Linked DNA regions of Sus scrofa: region 2 is linked to region 1. Evidence: chromatin contacts called from public HiChIP or PLAC-seq data. All regions are on one chromosome and are shown on one strand. Each heading gives the region's core, a stretch centred on a gene start, on an enhancer-like site or on the middle of the called end of the contact. The rest is flanking DNA. Distances are from core to core; before and after follow the strand shown.

Region 1 (2,573 bases), core at 34-2,533:
TTAGTACAGACTTCATGTTACTGAGTTGTGTCTATCTGTACCTATCCACTGTGCTTATCTCCCTCTTTGGTAGTACGGGGAGACAGGTAACCCTCCTGCTTGTGTTCCCAGGTCTCTCAGGAAAGACAGCGTGAAATACTGGGTGTGAAATTGCACTGGAATGACAGAACAATTCAGGGACCCTTTGGTCTAGGGGAAGACGGCATTGCCTCAGTGGTTAAATTACATACACAACAGTTCTGTTCAGTAAAGCGTTCAAGGTGCTTTCAAAAATGTTATTTTATTTGATGCTTACAGTTCTTAGAGGTGAAGGAGGTAGTTAATGTTATTTTACCTTTTTCCTCCATGAAGAAACACAGGTCAAGAGACCCAGCTGATACCTTACAGCTTAAACAGGAATCCCAGCCTTCTGATTCTAAATACAGAGTATCCTCCACGGTTTCACAATCCAAATGGGTTGAACCCACCCTCAGTATCAGGTGAAGCCAATAGGCTCCCATTCCGAGCATCCCTGGCTACTTCAAGAGGGATGGAAATTCAGAAGCAATAGAGAGGCCCTGGGTACGTCCCATTGTCCTTCCTAGAGTCTATTTCTCTCTACTTTGCGATGCCATGGGTCCATCAACAGATCGGAGTAAAGGACAGGATACTCAGAGATGATCCAAGGCTGAGCTCCTCAAACTTTTTCGACCCTGGAATTCTTTATTCAAAAAAGGATCGTCCCCAACCACCTGTGGAAAGGATAACTACCAAGTTCTGATCCGGGCCACGCAGCTGTGTTAGTGGGCAAGCTGGAAGCCACAAACCGCTCCACCACTCCTTCTCACCTTCCTCCAGCATCTGGGTCCCACCTCGCGCCACCGCCTCCCAGCAGTTCTCTGAGCGTCAGCGTCGCTTCACTGCAGCCCCAACCCCGCTCTGGGCTCTTCTCTCAGGCTTCTCCCCTCACAGGCCAGGTCTGAGCCTGTGATGCTGAGCAAGGTCGGACCTTTCCAGCCGGGTCTCTCACTGTCGACTGGATCTCAAGCACATCACAGCATGAAAAAGCTGCCGCTGGGTACGCGCGAGAGAGTGCCCCCGGCTTCAGCGCGCTCAGAAAACTGCGGTCGCGGGCCTGGCTCTCGCGCCAAAGGGGGCGCGCTTGAATAGCGCCACTTCCGGTCATGCGCATAGGCCTCCCTGCCCCACCGGACTTCATTTCCCAGGAATCTCTGGGTTCCGTTTTTGGCCAAAACGTTTTTTTTTCCTCTCTCGGTTCCCGCACACCATCGTGCACCGTATTTCCCAGAGAGGCTTCCGCCTGTTCTTACTCCCAGACTCTATTTCCCATCATACTTTGGTCCACATGCCTTTCGGGTCCACTGAACCAATGGTCGGGGTCCTCTGAAACAACACGCGAATTAGCCGCGAAGGATCCTGGGAGCGGTGCTTTTAGCGCAGGCGCAGACAGACGCTAGCGCTAGTCGCCTGACTTTCCCTCAGTGATTTGTGGTCCGCGGAGCTGTGGCTTGCTGAGGTTCTCTCCCTTGTTCTTCAGCTCAGGGCTCAAACCCAGCCACCTCCCCACCTCCACGGTCCTCTTGATCCCCGCTGAGAGTTTAGGACGAGTAAAGGAAGTGGGGGCCCCTTGGTGTGAAGCAGTCTTGGAATGCTCAAAGTATAAAAACCTATCAGCAGGAAGGAGCTGTCTTCAGTAATTTCAGGGGCAGAAACACACTTTAATAGTGTTCGATCAGAACTCTTGCGAGAGGAGATAACGAATATTCTGTCTTTGGAGGCTTCTTTCCTGCACCAGGGGATATTTTAGTGGACTTCCTCAGATCATTGATGAAATTGCCCCATAAGCCTGTTGACAGTTCTTCACTAATCAATGTTCTGAAGACCGGTTTAGTTTTTTAGAGGCATTTTGACGTTAAGGAGATAAGAATGTGTTACCTGGGAAGCAGAAATGAGTTTGGGGGCCCTAGGCCTCGTCTTTTTGTACTGCCTCTGTCCTTTTCAGTTAGAGCTGGTAGTGTTTTTGCCAATATAATTGTAGGTTTGTGGGTAGGTCTTCTATGAATCTTAGGGGGATTCACCCCATTAGGCAGGCCGCACCCACAGATCTGTTTGGGATAAGCCCTTCTCTACTTTGGGCTTGTGTAATTTGGGGCTTACAACTTTAGAGGTCAGAAATCTGAGATGGATGTCATTGGGCTAAAATCAAGGTGTGTGCTGGGCTACCTTCCTCCTAGAGGGAGAATCTGTTTCCTTGCTTTTTCCAGCTTCTGGAGGCTTCCTGCATTCCTTAGTTAGAGGCCTCTTCCAGCTGTGTTCTGCCCGCACCCCAGGCCCAGCAGGTGCTAAGCGCATAGTGACCATTAGGAGGTACCAGGGGAGTTTCCCGCCTTAGTCTTGTGAACCCACCCATTGCCACTGGGAGGCAGCAGAGAGATTCATGCTTCAGCTGATGCAATTCTCCCTCATGGACACTAGGTGGCGTTAGGAAATGCCTTGCCTCAAGTTCTCAGAAGCCAGGATTCTCCTGGACGTTAGCTGTTCTTGGGAGTGGAAGATAGGGTGGATGTCGGCCG
Region 2 (2,573 bases), core at 33-2,532, 170 kb before region 1:
TCCGCTGCAGCCTGCATTCGCCACCATCATCCATTTTTAAAAATCCATTTACGCTGAGCTTTGCGTCCAAACCCAGGCACCACCATATCCTCCCTGCAACAGTGATTTGAAACTGCCCGAAACCAAGCACCAGCTAGGTCCTGCGACCAGGAGACTGCAGACTGCGGTGCTGGGCAGGGCCACTCCTCCCGCCGCACTGTAAAGCTTTGCTCGTCTCCGGGGTGATTTACGGCGGTTCAGGACCCTGATAAGACCCCGCCCTTGACGCCAAGATCCTGGATCTGGAGGAGTGAGGCGGCCTCAGCCCAGCAGTGCCAAGCCTTTGGAAAACAGGCTCCTCTCCAGCTGCCAGGAGTGGCCCGGGCTGGGCGAGCGGCGCGTCTGAGCCAGGGCGCGCGGAGCCGCTCCCAGGTGGGTCTCCGCAGCCGGGGACCGCGGCTCCGGCTCCCAGGAGGGGGGGAGGAAGAGGGAGGAGGACGCAGGCCTGGAGCTCGCTCGTCACGACTCCACAAGGAGGGTGGGAAAGTGGGAGGGACTGGAGACGGAAAAAGGAGTGGAATCAAAGAGCTTCGGGAATAAAGAAGGCCAGGAAAAGGAGAGGGGAAACGGGGGGGAAGGTAATGGGAGTGAAGCATGGGGTGCCGGGGAGGGTAATGGGCCGCAGGCGGTGAAGGGGCTTGGGATGGAGCGAGGGAGGTGGAGGTAAAGAGGAAGGAGAAGGATTGGGTGGAGGGGAGGGACGGGGCGAAGAGGCGAGGGGTGGGATGAAGGGTTAGGAGCGAGGCGATGAGGGGAGGGGTGGGGGAAAGGGGAGGAATGCGGGAAGCCGAGAGGGGGGAAGAAGGGAAGCGGGCGCGGGCCGCAGGAGGCCGGGAGGGACTTCCCTCCGAGGAGGGCGGCGCCGGAATAACGGGACCCTCCCAGCCAGGAGCCCCGGGCCGGGTCGGGCGCGCGGCCAGCAGCGGCCGGGGGACTGCGGGCAGGTTCGGCGCCCGGCTTCTCCCAGGCAGCCGTAGCGGCCGCCAGCGCGGAGGACCCCGACTCCACTTACTCTCTCCGACCACGGCTTTGAGGCCAATGGGGGCCATCGCGCTGCGCGAATCTCCGGGCTCCGAGCCTCCTCCCTAGACGCCCGCGGACACCGCCGCCTCCCGGGATCGGCGCGCTCCGCTGGCTGCAGCCCGCCGCCCGGCAGCCGCGCTCGGGATCGACTGACGCGCGGACTCGGCGCGGAGGCGCGGCGCGAGCCAGAGCGAGGCTGACGACCCGCCGGCGCGCGCTCGGGGGCGGGTCCGGCCGGGGGCAGGTCTAGCTCCAGCCGTGAGCGTCACCCGCGCGCCTCGGCCAATCGCACCGCGGCCCGGGGGCTCGGCCCCGCCCTCTGAGATGCGGCTGGATGCGAGGCGGTCCCCGGGTGGCGAGAGAGCCGCGCCGTCCCCCTCGCCTCACGCGCCACGCGCGCCCTGGCCAACGCGCGCTCCCGGGGAGCTGGATCCTAAGGGTCCCTCCGCACCTGAAACCCTGGCCAAAGGTTTTTGACTCGTTCCATCCTGCCTTTCCTCTTTCTGAGAGCCTCCCATTTTCCCCCTGCCCACGAAAGGAACCCAGAGGCTAGATCTCTTATTAGCAGTACCCATCCCAGCCACAACATAACGTGAGGTTTATTGACCCCAGCTTTGCCTGAGTACCCATATCCATAAATCCACCATTTACTGAGCTCTTATGTTTCAAACTCTATACCTTACATGCATCATATTATTAAATCTTCACAATAATTGGACATTTAATCTTCATTTTCAGATTTAAAAAAATAGGCTCAGGAACACCAGACTTGCTCTCAGGTTGTATACCATTCATTAGCAAAGATTTATTGTTATCCCACTGCTATATGTTCTAGGCATTGGAGCCCTAGCCACGTAAAAGAGAGACATCCATCCTAGCCTTTGGGCAACCAAGGTCTAGAAATATCTAGATCCCAAATCTAGTAGGAATGTGCTGTGAGATGACTCTGCTCACTATCTCTTTCCTGGAATTCATCTTTACCAAAGCGGTCCCAGGTCAGTTTTTGCTGGATTTTTTTTTTTTTCGTCTTTTGTCTTTTTAGGGCCCCACCTGCGGCATATGGAGGTTCCCAGGCTAGGGTCTAATCAGAGCCGTGGCCACCAGCCTACACCACAGCCACAGCAATACGGGATCTGAGCCGCATTTGCGACCTACACCTACATTTGCAACGCCAGATCCTTAACCCACCGAGCGAGGCCAGGGATCGAACCTGAAACCTCATGGTTCCTAGTCGGATTCAATAACCACTGAGCCACGACGGGAACTCCTGCTGGATTTTATTGATGGAGGAGATCGTGGAAGATAAGTGTTTTGCTGGCGACAAAGGAAAGATCTAATTCTAGAATTTGAAAGATCCAATTCTAGTTATTTAATACTGAGCAACAACTAAAGAAGTTGAGGCCTAAAGGAGGATTTTCCCAAGGTCACATAGTGAACACTGGCCATACAGGGACAAGAGGCCACTTGTTCTAGTTCAGCCACCAGCCCCAGGACACAAAGATCTGGCCATC

What was found. HiChIP or PLAC-seq counts read pairs in DNA pulled down with a chosen protein or histone mark.
Region 2: a contact with region 1 is called in an H3K27ac HiChIP or PLAC-seq map of alveolar macrophages. The contact joins the promoter of STXBP1 here to the promoter of ZNF79 in region 1. A contact is called at or near these places in 1 of 47 Hi-C or Micro-C datasets (heart right ventricle) and 1 of 2 datasets of contacts at active chromatin or transcription factors (alveolar macrophages).

The regions. Positions count from the first base shown.
Region 1 is chr1:267,940,663-267,943,235 of Sscrofa11.1, reverse strand. ZNF79 (zinc finger protein 79) reads right to left here and starts at 1,283. Exons shown (of 5, transcript XM_003480610.4): 1 at 828-1,283. The coding sequence starts at 840.
Region 2 is chr1:268,114,833-268,117,405 of Sscrofa11.1, reverse strand. It overlaps STXBP1 (syntaxin-binding protein 1), which reads right to left and starts at 1,282. Exons shown (of 20, transcript XM_005660443.3): 1 at 1,052-1,282. The coding sequence starts at 1,088. LOC106509264 (a long non-coding RNA gene) reads left to right here and starts at 202. Exons shown (of 3, transcript XR_001306631.2): 1 at 202-411.